Linked DNA regions of Zea mays: region 1 is linked to region 2. Evidence: chromatin contacts called from public Hi-C data. All regions are on one chromosome and are shown on one strand. The core of a region is the stretch at or near the end of the contact, and the rest is flanking DNA. Distances in the headings are between cores, read along the strand shown.

Evidence for each region. A called contact is a pair of places that touch in the nucleus more often than the background predicts.
Region 1: a Hi-C map of tassel shows a contact between it and region 2, with 4 times the contacts expected there. The contact joins two enhancer-like sites. A contact is called at or near these places in 2 of 25 Hi-C or Micro-C datasets (ear and tassel).

Annotation. Positions count from the first base shown.
Region 1 is chr2:137,519,046-137,525,906 of Zm-B73-REFERENCE-NAM-5.0, reverse strand. No RefSeq gene overlaps it. Among protein-coding and RNA genes, the nearest start is that of LOC109944026, 140 kb to the right of the region's middle. Within about 2 kb of position 3,911, at least 3 of the 20 cell types and tissues checked have an H3K27ac peak or open chromatin away from gene starts, as enhancers often do. A contact at or near this core is called in tassel, where this site is marked.
Region 2 is chr2:137,215,366-137,222,277 of Zm-B73-REFERENCE-NAM-5.0, reverse strand. It overlaps LOC100384206, which reads right to left and starts at 4,164. Exons shown (of 3, transcript NM_001357510.1): 1 at 3,879-4,164; 2 at 2,926-3,748; 3 at 1-985. The coding sequence starts at 3,995. The coding sequence ends at 27. Within about 2 kb of position 1,262, at least 8 of the 20 cell types and tissues checked have an H3K27ac peak or open chromatin away from gene starts, as enhancers often do. A contact at or near this core is called in tassel, where this site is marked.

The DNA.
Region 1 (6,861 bases), core at 2,662-5,161, 300 kb before region 2:
ACATTTATTAAAAGCAATTAAAACTATCGCCTAGTTTTAATTAGTTTGCTACGCTAACAACTTTTGGTTAGATAAATAATTCACATAACATTAGTGATTTATAAGCGAGACGAAGTAACAGTGTGAGGCGAAAATCGCCACCCGCGAAGCAGCACGTGCACAGTACGCGCACAACACGCGTACGACGCATGGGCGGACACTACACGCGAGAACTAATTAATAGGTAACATGATTAAACTAAACAATTACTTAATAAGAATAGTTTAGTTAAGATTAACTACGCTGATGTTGGTTTATAAATACGCAATTCAAAATTATAAATTGGATTTAAAATAGTGTCGTTCTATTAACCTCCGGTCCAACAAACATTTAAATAAATTAGATAAAATATGCAACAACAGAGAACTTTACTTCTAACATGTAGACAATTTTAATACGAATCTAACACAACTTGAACAGAATGAATCGGATTTAAAACGCAAAAATTATCGCAGTTTTAATTTGAACTAAATTCTTGCGTACAGATTAAAATGAAACAGAGACTAATCTGCAAAACTACCATCTTCTTCCTCCTCTCTTCTCCTTCCTCTCAACCATGGGACAGGGAGGAGGAGAGGAGGGGGCTGCGGAGGGGGGAGAGGGTCGAGCCGGCCGCACGGCCACGCGCGGCGCGCGCGCAGTGGAGGGGCACGGGGCTAGCGCTGGACGAACCAGTCGGGCTAACCGTCGCCGGGAAGGGAAGGGGGCCGCGCTGGGGTGAAACGGAGGGGGGGAGGGCCGCCGCCACCGGGGACGTGAGGGGAGGGAGAGGGAGGCCCTGCACGGACAGGAAAATGAAGAACACGAAGAAACCCTAGGTACAACAATGGTGGAGGCTCATCGGAGAAGACGACCCTCGCCGGAGCCGAACACAAAATCATCGATTGGGGATGAACCGTTGGTCGGATCGACGAATCAAAGGCACCAGGGCAAAGCTCTCGACGAGGCGAATGCAACGGTACCCTCGGATTCCATCAACGACGCACGGATCGAAAGTAATTGCTCGCCGGATTTGTTGCCAGAGTTGGAACCACCTCCGAACTTCGGCGATCGATTTCGGGAGTTTCAAATTGAATATGAGGGCAGGGTTTCGAATTTTGGAAAGGGCTCGACGAGAGGATTCCAGCCACATATACCATACATATATTGATAGGGTTTGAAGGTCTTTTATTTTTCGTAATTATGCTATTTTAAAATTAAAATTCATTTTCAAAAAAGGCTAAACTCATATTAATATCCAAAAAATATCTCGAAGGCTCCAACAATTTTGGAAAATTCCTATACATGATTTGGCACCAATGAACTCAAAAAACATATTTAGAACTATTGAAAATATTTTTAAGTATCTCAAATAAATAGATTTTGAATTTCTAAAACTAGACAAATATTCAGAAATATACGAAAATTTATGGGAGACTTCTACAAGACATATTGAAATGATTCAAACACTTCTTGCACTTGAAAACACTATGCAGCGGCATGAATGCAACAATCGTTACACTTCTAGAGCTCCTGCTAATATAGAACCAAAATAACTCTCTACTGATTTGATAAAGGGAAAAAAGTGAATAAAGGAAAGGGTAACACCTAAATTTTGAGTACAGAGTAAAAAAAAATTTATACCCAAAATTCAGGGTGTTACAAAATGTCAAGGATAAACAGGTCTTTTCCTTGCTAACTCACTGCCACGTCTGATCTTCCTAACCATGTTGAGCCGAGGCTCTAAACCTGCAGCGTTTTGTGCATGCCTGTTGCAGCTTCGGCACTCCCTTTGGTTGCAAACAATTCCTTTATCCTGAGGTCCTTCGGCAGAAAAGGAGACCCCCCAACACTAGCCTATTCGTGATGCTAGATTATTTTTTTTGTAATAAGCTCGATCCGCGAAACATGCGAAGGCTTCTGAATGCCGAAGTTTCGAAAAACACCTTCCTAAAGTGTTCCATTGATCGTATGCTTATATTATGTGCGTTGGATGTGAATCATCATATGCTTATGAGTCACAACCGTTTCGTGCATTAGAGTAGATGCTAGGTTTCGTTTGCTCTAGGGCGCTGTTTGGTTACGACTCCGTGAACGTAATCGACAATGGAATGGTTAGAGCTGTGATCCGGAAAAAAAATTTAAGTGAAACCTGTGATTGTTTGTTTAGAGGATTGTTTGTTTAGAGGATTTTTCTTCTCACTACGTAGGGGATTAGATAGGAGTGGGATCCGTTAACGATGTGAACTGATTACAGGCAAAAAAAACCCCAAACCAAACAGCACGTAGGAACCATTCTATAGCTGAAATGGTATCTTTATTTGTATTAACATTATAACATAGATTAGTTAGAATTGTTCTTAGGCCATGTTTGTTTCAACTTATAGATTATATAATCTAAATTATAATCTAGATTATATAATATGAATTATTTGCTCTGAATTAAATAATCTAGGTGATGTTGTTTGTTAGCTCAGATTATTTGGACTTGGCTTATTATTCATATGCATATAAATACAACAATACCTTTGTCTGTTTTACTTGTTTGGTTGGTGAGAACGCCTATGGACAGGACCGGGCCAGCATAATTCAAGGCCCTGTACCGATTTTTTCTTTTTTTTTTCTTTGTTAAGAATAGAGGGTATAGATTAATCTCATTTATTAACCGTGATTGAATTATTAATGTGGGAAATGGCTTAATAACGGTAACAAATGATCTTAACGTTTGGATGTTATGCCAGCATGTGCTAGCTGCACTTCGCCATATAGCTAAAATGAGTTGCATGACAGATTGGTACTCGGTTGTTACGACAAACACTATGTTTTATTCTTATCGAGCTGACTTAGCTAGACCTTCTAATCATTACTAAAATTTGTATTCTAATCATTACTAAAATTTGTATTGATTAAACTATCGCTAACTATTATTTTAGGGGCCCTTAGAGGGAGGGGGCCCTGTTCTTGTGCACCGGTGGCACATGCCCCCCCCCCCCCCGCCCGCCCGGGCCTGCCTATGGACAGGTGGATGAAAATTGGAAGTAATTTTAATCAACTTGCCATGGGTAGTGGGCTTTTTATAAAAAATAAGCTGAAATAAGCACCCTTTGATAAGCTTATAGGATTATCATAATCTCAAGTGCTAGATTATATAATCTTATCAGATAAGTTGCTTGTTTGTTTCCTCACTAGCTTATTTACATTGGATTATATTCCTAAACAAACAAGGTCTTAGCCTCAGACCGAGATAAACGAACGGACACTAAAATGTTTTTGATGGCCACGCGAGTGCTACACGCTTCCAAAACAAGAATAGATATATAGGTTTCTATATTATATATTACTCTAGACCTGCATGTGGTATATATGTTTTACGGATCTCTATATCGAATCAGATATATGTAATAGTTTAAAATTGGAAAATTAGCGCCCTCAAAATTAGCCCCGTTTAAAATCTGCCTTCTACAAAAATAAAAATACGAACTCAGGACCTCGAATGTTACTCAGATCACTGCAAAAATAAATCATGTTTTTTTCCACACACCGCATGGTTTATGAATTGAAACTTCATCTTTCTTAATTATAAAAAAACACTCCTAATGCATGCACGGTGCATCTGCGGCGCTGCGCATGATGCATGTGCATCCGTTGCAGACTCTACATGAGCCCTACAGAGCACGCGGCGCCGGTGGTGGCTCGTCGGCGCACTTGAGGCAGAAGCAAGTGCCCTTATTGCACTCCCCGCCGACGAAGCCATTGCCGACCGCCACGCACTCGTCGCGGCAGTAACGAAGGCCGTCGCTTCCGTGGCAGGCGTTGGGGTCCGGCGCCGGGTACTCTAGGCACCACGCTTCCACACCAGCATCTGCAGCCACCAAAGACAATTTTCATGTATTTTTTTCCAACAAAAAGAGAAGAGAAAGATATTATATTTGTACGTACTATATAGCATATATAGCATGTACTATGTGTTCCGTACCATGAGACGTGAAGGCTACTGCCAGCAGTAGCAAGGCAGATGCGACCAGGGCGGTGGCCTGGCGAGCCATATGGCTTCAGCTGCTTGCTCGTGAGGGGAGAGTAGCCTAGTGGATTTGTTGGATGCTGATTTGCACTGGGATGGATGATCGTCTCTGCCGATGGTGGCTGCTTTTATACAAGCGGAGGGTAACCGAGAATTGATTGTGAATAATGTCCTTCTAATTTTGTTGGGCTGTAAAATGGAAGCGTTTCCCGGATTCTAAGATACGATGCCTATCTGAGGATTGTTAAGGCCCAACAAGGAAGCGTTTTTCTCCTTTCTGGCACTGGCAGCAAATCAGCGTTCACCGATCTGGATCTTCCAATTGTTAGCAGTAGATACTATACTAGCAGCAATTTTGGTGCCGAGACTACCGGGGGATTCGATCGGACGGTACTCCCCTAAGGCAAATTGCATCGGCAGATCGGTAAAATTGCTGTAATCGTCCAATTGTCAATAGGCACATTTGTTCCAAATGAGCTTACTAGCTGAATTTTACCTGCTATATCTGTTTCGTGATGCTTCTTCTTGAGACTGCAAATACATGAGCGTTCCATTTTCCACGATATATATGGCGAAGTGATTTTATTAAAGCGTGCAAATAACGATGTACACGAACGACGCGCGCGCGAAACAGCATGCAAATAACGTGCGGACCGGACGCGCGGCGCGCGTGCACGAACATGCAAATGGACGACGACTACACGCACGACATGCGCGGAACGACGCGAGACGACACACACGACAACATGTGACTTGCGCGCAAGTCAGACGTGCTGCGCGCAGCGAGAATCACACGGCAGCGAGGGTGCGACGGGGCTGTGCGCAAGGGGTAGACAAAGCTCACCTCGCGACGACGGCGGACGGCTTGTCCAATGAGTGGTTTTATGTAAAGGCTTGTCCAATGAGTTGCCTACCGGCTTGTCCAAAGCTCACCTCTGCCACATACAACCAAGTGGCCTACCTGCTTGTCCAATGAGTGGTTTTATGTAAAGACTGACGAGAAGAAAAGTGAGAAACTCATAAGTATGGTAATGAGCCCCTTGAAGTTAAGCTTCGGCATGACAAGGCCATTATGCAACATGCAACTGGCCTCCCCATGCCAGTAAGCCGAAGTAGAATTTAGAGTTGTGGCTGAGCATATCAGTACTCGGGACTTAGTGCAAGAATATTTGACCCACAAAACTTTTCCAACATTAGGTTGGTGGGGAATGCCGAAAAAGAAAGATGAAGGGAGGAAGTTTGAACTTGTAAGGCTGCCATATCGATTTAAATTCCAAAATAGTTTCAGCGGCCCTTATGCCGAATGGCCGGAAATGACAGAGACAATGTGCAATGAAATCCTTGGTAATTACACCAAAAAAGAGGATCAATTGACGACTGTCGCTTTTGGTACTCGAAAGAAACAAAGGCTGAACCGAGTAATGGACGCCCTTGGCTTCGAATACTGAAAGGGAATTAGGCTTACACCTATTTCCTAATTAATTTTGGTGGTTGAATTGCCCAACACAAATAATTGGACTAACTAGTTTTGCTCTAGTCTATAAGTTATACAGGTGCCAAAGGTTCACACTTAGCCAATAAAAAGACCAAGAAATGGGTTCAACAAAGAGAGCAAGGGATAACCGAAGTGTGCCCTGGTCTGGCGCACCGGACAGTGTCCGGTGCACCAGGGGACTCCAAGATGAACTCTTCACCTTCGGGAATTCTCAGAGGTGCTCCGCTATAATTCACCGGACTGTCCGGTGCACCACCGGACAGTGTCCGGTGCCCTAGAGAAGAGCGACTCTGAACTCGCCAGCTTCGGGAATCCGCTCCGCTATAATTCACCGGACTGTCCGGTGAGCCAGCGGAGCAACGACTACTTCACACGCAACGGTCGACTGCAACGCATTAAATGCGTGCCTGCGCGCACAGAGGACAGAGCATGCGCGGGTGGCACACCGGACAGTCTACAGGACTTGTCCGGTGCACCACCGGACAGCCAGGCGGGCCCACAAGACAGAGCTCCAACGGTCGGAACCCAATGACCTGGTGACGTGGCTGGTGCACCGGACACTGTCCGGTGGCGCACCGGACTGTCCGGTGCGCCATGCGACAGCAGCCTCCACCAAACGGCTAGATTGGTGGTTGGGGCTATAAATACCCCAACCACCCCCACATTCAAGTCATCCAAGTTTTCCACCTTCCAACTACTTACAAGAGCTAAGCATTCAATACAAGACACACCCAAGTGATCAAATCCTCTCCCAATTCCACACAAGGCTTTAGTGATTAGTGAGAGAGATTTGTTGTGTTCTTTTGAGCTCTTGCGCTTGGATTGCTTTCTTTCTCATTCTTTCTTGCGATCATCTCAATTGTAAACAAGGCAAGAGACACCAATCGTGTGGTGGTCCTTGTGGGAACTTTGTGTTCCAATTGATTGAGAAGAAAAGCTTACTCGGTCCGAGGGACCGTTTGAGAGAGGGAAAGGGTTGAAAGAGACCCGGTCTTTGTGACCACCTCAATGGGGAGTAGGTTTGCGAGAACTGAACCTCGGTAAAACAAATCCGTGTGTCACACTCTTTATTCGCTTGCGATTTGTTTTGCACCCTCTCTCTCGGACTCGTTTATATTTCTAACGCTAACCCGGCTTGCAGTTGTGTTTAAGTTTGTAAATTTCAGATTCGCCCTATTCACCCCCTCTAGGCGACTTTCAATTGGTATCGGAGCCTGGTGCTTCATTAGAGCCTAACCGCTCGAAGTGATGTCGGGAGATCACGCCAAGAAGGAGATGGAGACCGGCGACAAGCCCACTATAAGCCACGGGAAAGCTTCATCGGAAG
Region 2 (6,912 bases), core at 13-2,512:
ACGGCGCGTTGAGATCATCAGATGGATCATTTCCTGACGCGGCGCAGCGCGACGTACGCCAGCAGGCGGTAGCCGAAGAACATGGCGACGAGCGCGGCGACGCAGGCCCCGGGGCCAACCTCGCCGTGGACGGCCTCCGGTGGGAGCAGGCGCTTGAGGTGTCCGCTGTACTGCACGGCGATGAGCAGGCGGTAGCAGTAGTAGGTGAAGGAGGTGTACTTGGTCCAGACCATGAACCGCGGCACGCTGTGCACGTAGAAGCCGCCGGTGAGGAGGTATGCGAGCATGATGACGGTGACCAGCGTGGACGCGCGCTTGGCGTCCATCATGAGTGCGCCGACGGCGAGGCCGAGGCCGCCGGCGACGAGGACGTAGGCCAGGACGACGGCGAGCGTGAGCGCGAACGCGACGGGGGACGGGTTGAGCGCCGCCATGAGGTAGACGACGACGGTGAAGGCGGTGGGCAGGGCGAGCTCCATGGGCAGGTCCCCCGCGGTGCGGGCCAGGAAGTAGGACGAGAGCGCGTACATCCCCGAGGCGCGCTCGCGGGCCAGCACCGGGCGCTCCTGCGGGAACGCGAACACGGCGTTGAAGGAGGCGAAGACGCCCCAGAAGATGGAGGCGAAGAAGAGCAGGCCCAGGCGGTCCTGCACCGCCAGCGGCGACGAGCGCCACCACATGGCGCCCGCCACCAGCGCCGGCGCCATGATCTGGAACACGCGCAGCGACGCGAACGCCTCGTGCCGCCGCTCCTTGAGGCTGCGCCGGAGCAGCACCGTGAACTGGTTGCACCAGCTCGTGCTGCAGCTCTCCGCCGCCTCGCCGCCGCTCTGCACGTGCGGCGGCGGTGGCGGCTCCGCGGCCACGACGGAGGCCTTCACCCTCGGGGCCAGCACCTTGTTGTAGGACGAGATGAGCGACTGCTTCACGCTGCTGCCGCCTTGCTGTTGTGTTGTGACGGCATTGTAGTCTGCCTGGGCGAAACCTGTTCAAAATAAATTTTGAGAAAAATTCTCTTGGAGGCGGGGCCCAGTATAACAATTTCTCATCGAGTATTGCCATGCCATCGTGCTAGCTTTGGTCTGATGTGCTGGTGCACTGAGCTAATGAATGAATAAAAAAAAGAGGTGAGGGTGCCCCCGGCCCAACTCCAAAATAAAGGCAAAAAGGGGGGGCAGAAGAGATCGAAAGTGGCCTAGGCTCCAGAAACAGGGCAATTCTGCAGAGGGAAACGATATGATTCCTCCTGTCTAAAGCCAGCATGAAGCAGGGCATATGTTTCCAAGTCTAGCGTGCATACATATCCAGCGATCGCATGCATATATGTTAAGGTCACTGCCTATCTCGAGCAGCTTTACTCATTCTCACCTCTCGTTCCATCGTCTAAACAGTGCAGTACACAATGGAGAAATAGTGTTTTGACACCCATATGCACCTCTCCTTTATTCCCATTATACATGGATTGTTAAGATTAGAAAAAATTTGGAAAAACTTTAATTTGCTTGGGATTTAAACTTACACAATCTCAGTCAATCCACATATATTGAGAGCTAACCGAACAAGGTCTTAGTTGTGATGGAAGTTTATACCAAAATGTTCGTTCCTATGGATTTTTTTATCTCTCTTCATCAACATAATACCGTGTATTAGCACCATAATAAAAAAAAGAGGCAATTAGTAAAGGAAACCAGATCCAACTAAAAGCTGCCGCGAGTGTCGGAAGATCCATCCGTCATGCACACTCGCCTGTGCTAGACGACCAGGGATGTGTTTGCGTACGTGTTGCGTACTTGGGTTCACAGTAATGTATGGAGCTCATCCGCAACTTTCTCTGTACTATACACTAACAATTAATCGCCTGTGTTTGGACAAAACCAAACCCCATGTTGGTGACTGTCGACGCGCGTCGTTTACGAGTGGCCTATGCCGAAACAGGTCTTGGAAGTTGGAACACAGGGATGCTTTCAACTCGATCTTTGGGTGGTAGTCCGAACTGAGTGGTGATATATATACACACACCTGCGAATATCTATTACTGCATCTATTTTAAATTATAAGTCATTCTGGTTTTTTAGATATATATATATATATATAACTTTTCTCTCTCTCTCTACGTATACCTAAGTATCTAATACGTTGAGGCTAGAATGGTTTAGGATTGAAAAGAACGTGAGCATCTACCATTCCGTGGGAGGAGGAGCCACTGGGGTAGTGTCCTAATTCCCACCTTCAGACCTTCAGTGACAGGTGTCCCTTAGATGTTTTTTTTTTTCAACCTTAAAGTGCTTTGCAGAAAGGAAAAAGAAAGCGAGAGAACACTATGGATGCAAGAGGCACTACTCACCCCCCTCTCTCTCTCCACTCCTTTTTTTTCCTCTCATGCCTCTCTCTCTCTCTTCTTTGTTCGGTGCACTCCACACTCACTCGATGTTTTGCTTGTCTCCGGCCACTTGATGAATCTAGTCCTCACAATTGCAGAAAACGGTAGCAATAAGAACACACCAACACGGACTCTAGCTATAGTACTTCTGACTTCAACGCCACTTTTCCTCTCCATCTTAACACGATGTATATGTATATCTCTTTCTGTTGGTGCATGCCGTCGCTCAATTGCATGCCAGAATTTAGTACTCGATCTATTGATGCATGTCTCTAAGGCTGATTTGGTGACCGAGAATCCCGAGGGGAAGAAATCCTCTTGCTATTCAAAATTGAATTGCAAGGGGATTCCTCCCCCATGGATGCCTAGGGATCCCTAATCACCAAATCAGCCCTAAATGTGTGTTTCAACTCTTTAAAATTCTTCTGATTAGTTAAGACGATGAATAGATCGAAACTGAAACAGCTAGAAGAGAGAGACACGCATGCAAGGCAAAGCTGCAGTAGCCTGTGGCGTAGGCACACGTACATAATACGATGACTCACCATTTGCGAGGTCGAGCATGAAGTCGGCCGGGTTGACGTGGAATCCCGGCGCGAAGCCGACGGACGCGAAGTAGTCCATGGCGTCACGCCCGGCGCCGAAGTAGAGGCAGCTGCCCTCGGCGAGCAGCAGCACGGAGTCGAACATGCGGTAGACGCGGGAGGACGGCTGGTGCACGGACAGGACGACGGAGCGCCCCTTCCGCGCCAGCGCCGACAGCGTCGCCACGAGGCGCGCCGCGGCGGTGGAGTCCAGCCCCGACGTGGGCTCGTCGAGGACCAGCAGGCTCGGGTTCACCAGCAGCTCGTGCCCGATGCTGACGCGCTTGCGCTCGCCCCCGGACACGCCGCGCACGAAGGCGTTCCCGACGATGGTGTCGGCGCACGCGCCCAGGCCCAGCTCGCCGATCACGGCCTCGGCCGCCGCGGCCTTGGCGGCGGCGGGCGCCGACCGCGGCAGCCGCAGCATGGCGCAGAACGCCAGCGTCTCGCGCACCGTCAGGTGCGGGTGCAGCACGTCGTCCTGCGCCACGAACCCCGTGCGCCGCTGCACGGCGCGGCACGGGGGCCGCCCGCCCGCCAGCACCGTCCCGCCGTGGTGCCCCGCCAGGCGGCCCCCCAGTATGGACAGCAGCGTCGACTTGCCGCTCCCCGACGGGCCCAGCACCGCCAGCACCTCCCCGGGCCGCGCCTCGCCGGTGATCCCCTTCAGGATCGTCCGCTCCTCCGGCGCCGCGGCGCCGGAACCGGAGTGCGATATCCGCCCGCCCGGCGCCGCCTTCGAGGACCGCTCCGTCTGCTTCACACGGTACGACACGTCGATGAACTGCAGACAAACGACGACGACGACATGGATGAGGGATTCAGTTCAGTTCACTCCAATGGCGTGTCGAGTGGCCAAGTCGTCCTCTGGCTAGTCGATCCTAGCTAGGTCGCAGCGCAGGCATACGACGTACCTGGAGGTTGAGCGGCGTGCAGACGGCGGTTAAGAAGCAGTCCATCTTGGACGCCGCCGGGGCTGTCATGGCGAGCCCGCCGCTGCTCCCGTGCACGTCTTGGGCGTTAGGAGGCATCGCGCGTGGCAGCTAGCACCCGAACAAAGCAGGAGACCAACGGCTGCAGCAAGAACACAGCAGGATTGGGTGGTGTGGACGGGGACTGGGGATCGAGGTGGCGCCGAATCGGGAGCGCTGCTGCTGGCATGCGCTGCTGTTGCCTGGCGATAGAGGGAGTGTGAGGAGGAGACCGGGGCAGCTAGCAGAGTGATGAGGCGGAAGGCGAGAGGCGGGGCGCGGTATATATGGAGGCGGCCAGGCGCGCGGCGGGTGGTGGTGAGGTCCACCACCCACGTCACGGCGAGGGGGGCACGTGGCGGGAGGTCGGGAGGGCGCGGCGAGTGGAGCGGCGGGCCCACCCGCGGAGCACGGAACGGAACTGAGCGGCTCTTGGACACCGGTCATCCCAGTCCCAGTGCTGTGCAACGGCGGCAGACAACCGGGACACGTTTGCTATATTGCTACACCGGGATGGGGGTTTGCCTTTGCTGGGGAAGGAAGGCCACACCAAATTGTGGCGACTAGTGAGTGGTAGTAGTGGGGCGGCATGTGCACAACCTATAGCAGCAGCCGCTGGCTGTCTCGTGCTCGGATGCTGCTTCGTATCCAGTCCATCTCTTGTTTTCCGTGCAGTAATGCTAGAACCACCTTAGGCTATTATCAATCATTCAATCTAATATTTTATCACAATAAACTGTCATATCATATTGAATTACATAACTGTTCGAACCAAAAGTGAGCGAGCGGACGGTCCGGCCCTGAGGCCGGACGGTCCGCGGTCCGGACGGTCCGCGTCTGTGTGCCGGACGGTCCGCGCGTGCGCAGAACAGATTAGGGTTCCGAGTTTTGTGCTGCGGTTGTTAGCTATATTCGCGGGATTAGCTCGGAATCAGTTGTGTAAAGGGTCCAGCCCCCCCCCCCCTCTATAAATAGAGAGGTCTACGGCCGATTTGTGATCATCAACAATCGAATCAATACAACTTTTATTCGCATTTTATCCTAGGAGTAGTTCTAGTCTAGTTTAGGTTTAGCCACTCGATCCCCAAATTCTCCGCCTCTCCTCGACTCTACGTCGATTAGAGGAGTCTAGGTCGGCCTGCCCGAGCCTAGACAACCCCTAGGATCTCTCCTCCCCGACGGGGTCCCTCCCGGGAGCGAGATCCAGGCGCCGCCGGCGATCTTCCGCCGCCCCTGCGTACGCGCGGACCGTCCAGCCCTAGGGCGCGGACCGTCCGGCCGTCAGGCAGAGAAGCCCTAGCCGCGCACCAGGCCGCGGACCGTCCGGCCCCAGGCCGCGGACAGTCCGCCCCTGCGCAGAGAGTACACCGCGCCTCGCACCAGGCCGCGGACCGTCCGGCCCCACGCGCGGACCGTCCGCCCCTGTGCAGAGAGCACCGCCGCCGGTTCTTCTTGAGTATTTGGCACTCCGAAAAGGCGTCAACATACTTTTTGGCGACTCCGCTGGGGACGACATATCTAAGCTTATCAAATCGGCCCTCAATGGCCGGTTCAAGGGATAGCTCTGATATTTCTCCAAGCAACATCATAGAGCCGACTTGGGAAACCTTGCCGGCTGACGAGCAGCTCCAGTTCGAGGAGCACAAGGAGCGGATGATCCAGGAGGCGAAAGCAAAGTTCTTGGCCAACTTCAAAGTGGACAGGAACAACAAGGTCGTCCGACATCGGGCGACGGATCCGGCTTCGCTCCAACCCACGCCAGATATCCCCAATGTAAGTAATACCAACGATCTGCAATCTCTTAGAAATTATGTAGAAGATCAGCGTGAACAAATGCAGAACATCATAGGGGGTATGCAAAGCGATCTTAAGAGACTAGTACGTGCATTTGATAAATCTAGTACCGCAAATTTTCCTTCACACGAGGTTGAGTTAGGAGATAACGCGTGTAACCCATCGGCTACAGGTTGTCACGACCAGTCACAACCCCTGTATGGGATGCCGATGGACACATACCCTAAGCAACCGCAAATCGGCAGCAAACCAGCCGATCTGCACATGCCCGGACCGTCCGCACGTGAGCGCGGACTGTCCGGGCCAGCAACAGTCGGGCCTATTTTTAATGAGTTACCTAGATATGCGCCCGAGCCACCACACACGGCACAGAACCCAAACTACCCAGTCGGACGGTCCGCATACAACCACGGACGGTCCGGGTACGTATCCGGACAGTCCGCGCATGAGTCTTTTGAGGAGGATTATTACATGAATCCTCGCCCGTCCCAGCAACACTTCCCATCACACCATGCGATGCACCAGTCCATTAATTCAGGATCCAAAGCCCAGGAAAGCTTTCCGGCCCCACCTAGAAGGCCGGAAAGAAACGATCAAACCTATGACCCATATAGGGCAAATGAAAATGCACCACGTAACTCAAACCAATGGGGGGAAAGACAACATGCTAATGTCCAGCCAACCCCACCTATGTTTGACCAGAGAGCCGGTGGTCTCGCACCGGCTGCCATTGATATAGTAAGGGAAGAAATAGCCGGGGCGTTCCGAGATAAGCTCGGAGTAAGCATGGTCCCTGGGGGGCAATCATATCGGAAACCTTATGACAGCCGATTTGATCACCACCCATACCCACAGGGAACCAGGATACCCGAATTCGCAAAATTTTCGGGTGATCAAGGGAAAAACACGCGTGAACATATAGGCCAGTTCTTAGCACAATTGGGAGAATTGGCCGACACAGAGGCATTTCGCGTACGTTTATTTTCATTATCACTAACAGGAACCGCGTTTGCATGGTATGCCACTTTACCTCCTAATTCCATTTCATCATGGGGGGATCTAGAACAAAAATTTCATGATCATTTTTTCTCCGGTGATTATGAATTGGATTTGGTAGATTTAGTGTCATTGCGACAGACAAAAGATGAATCGATTAATGATTACATCCGGAGATTCCGAGATA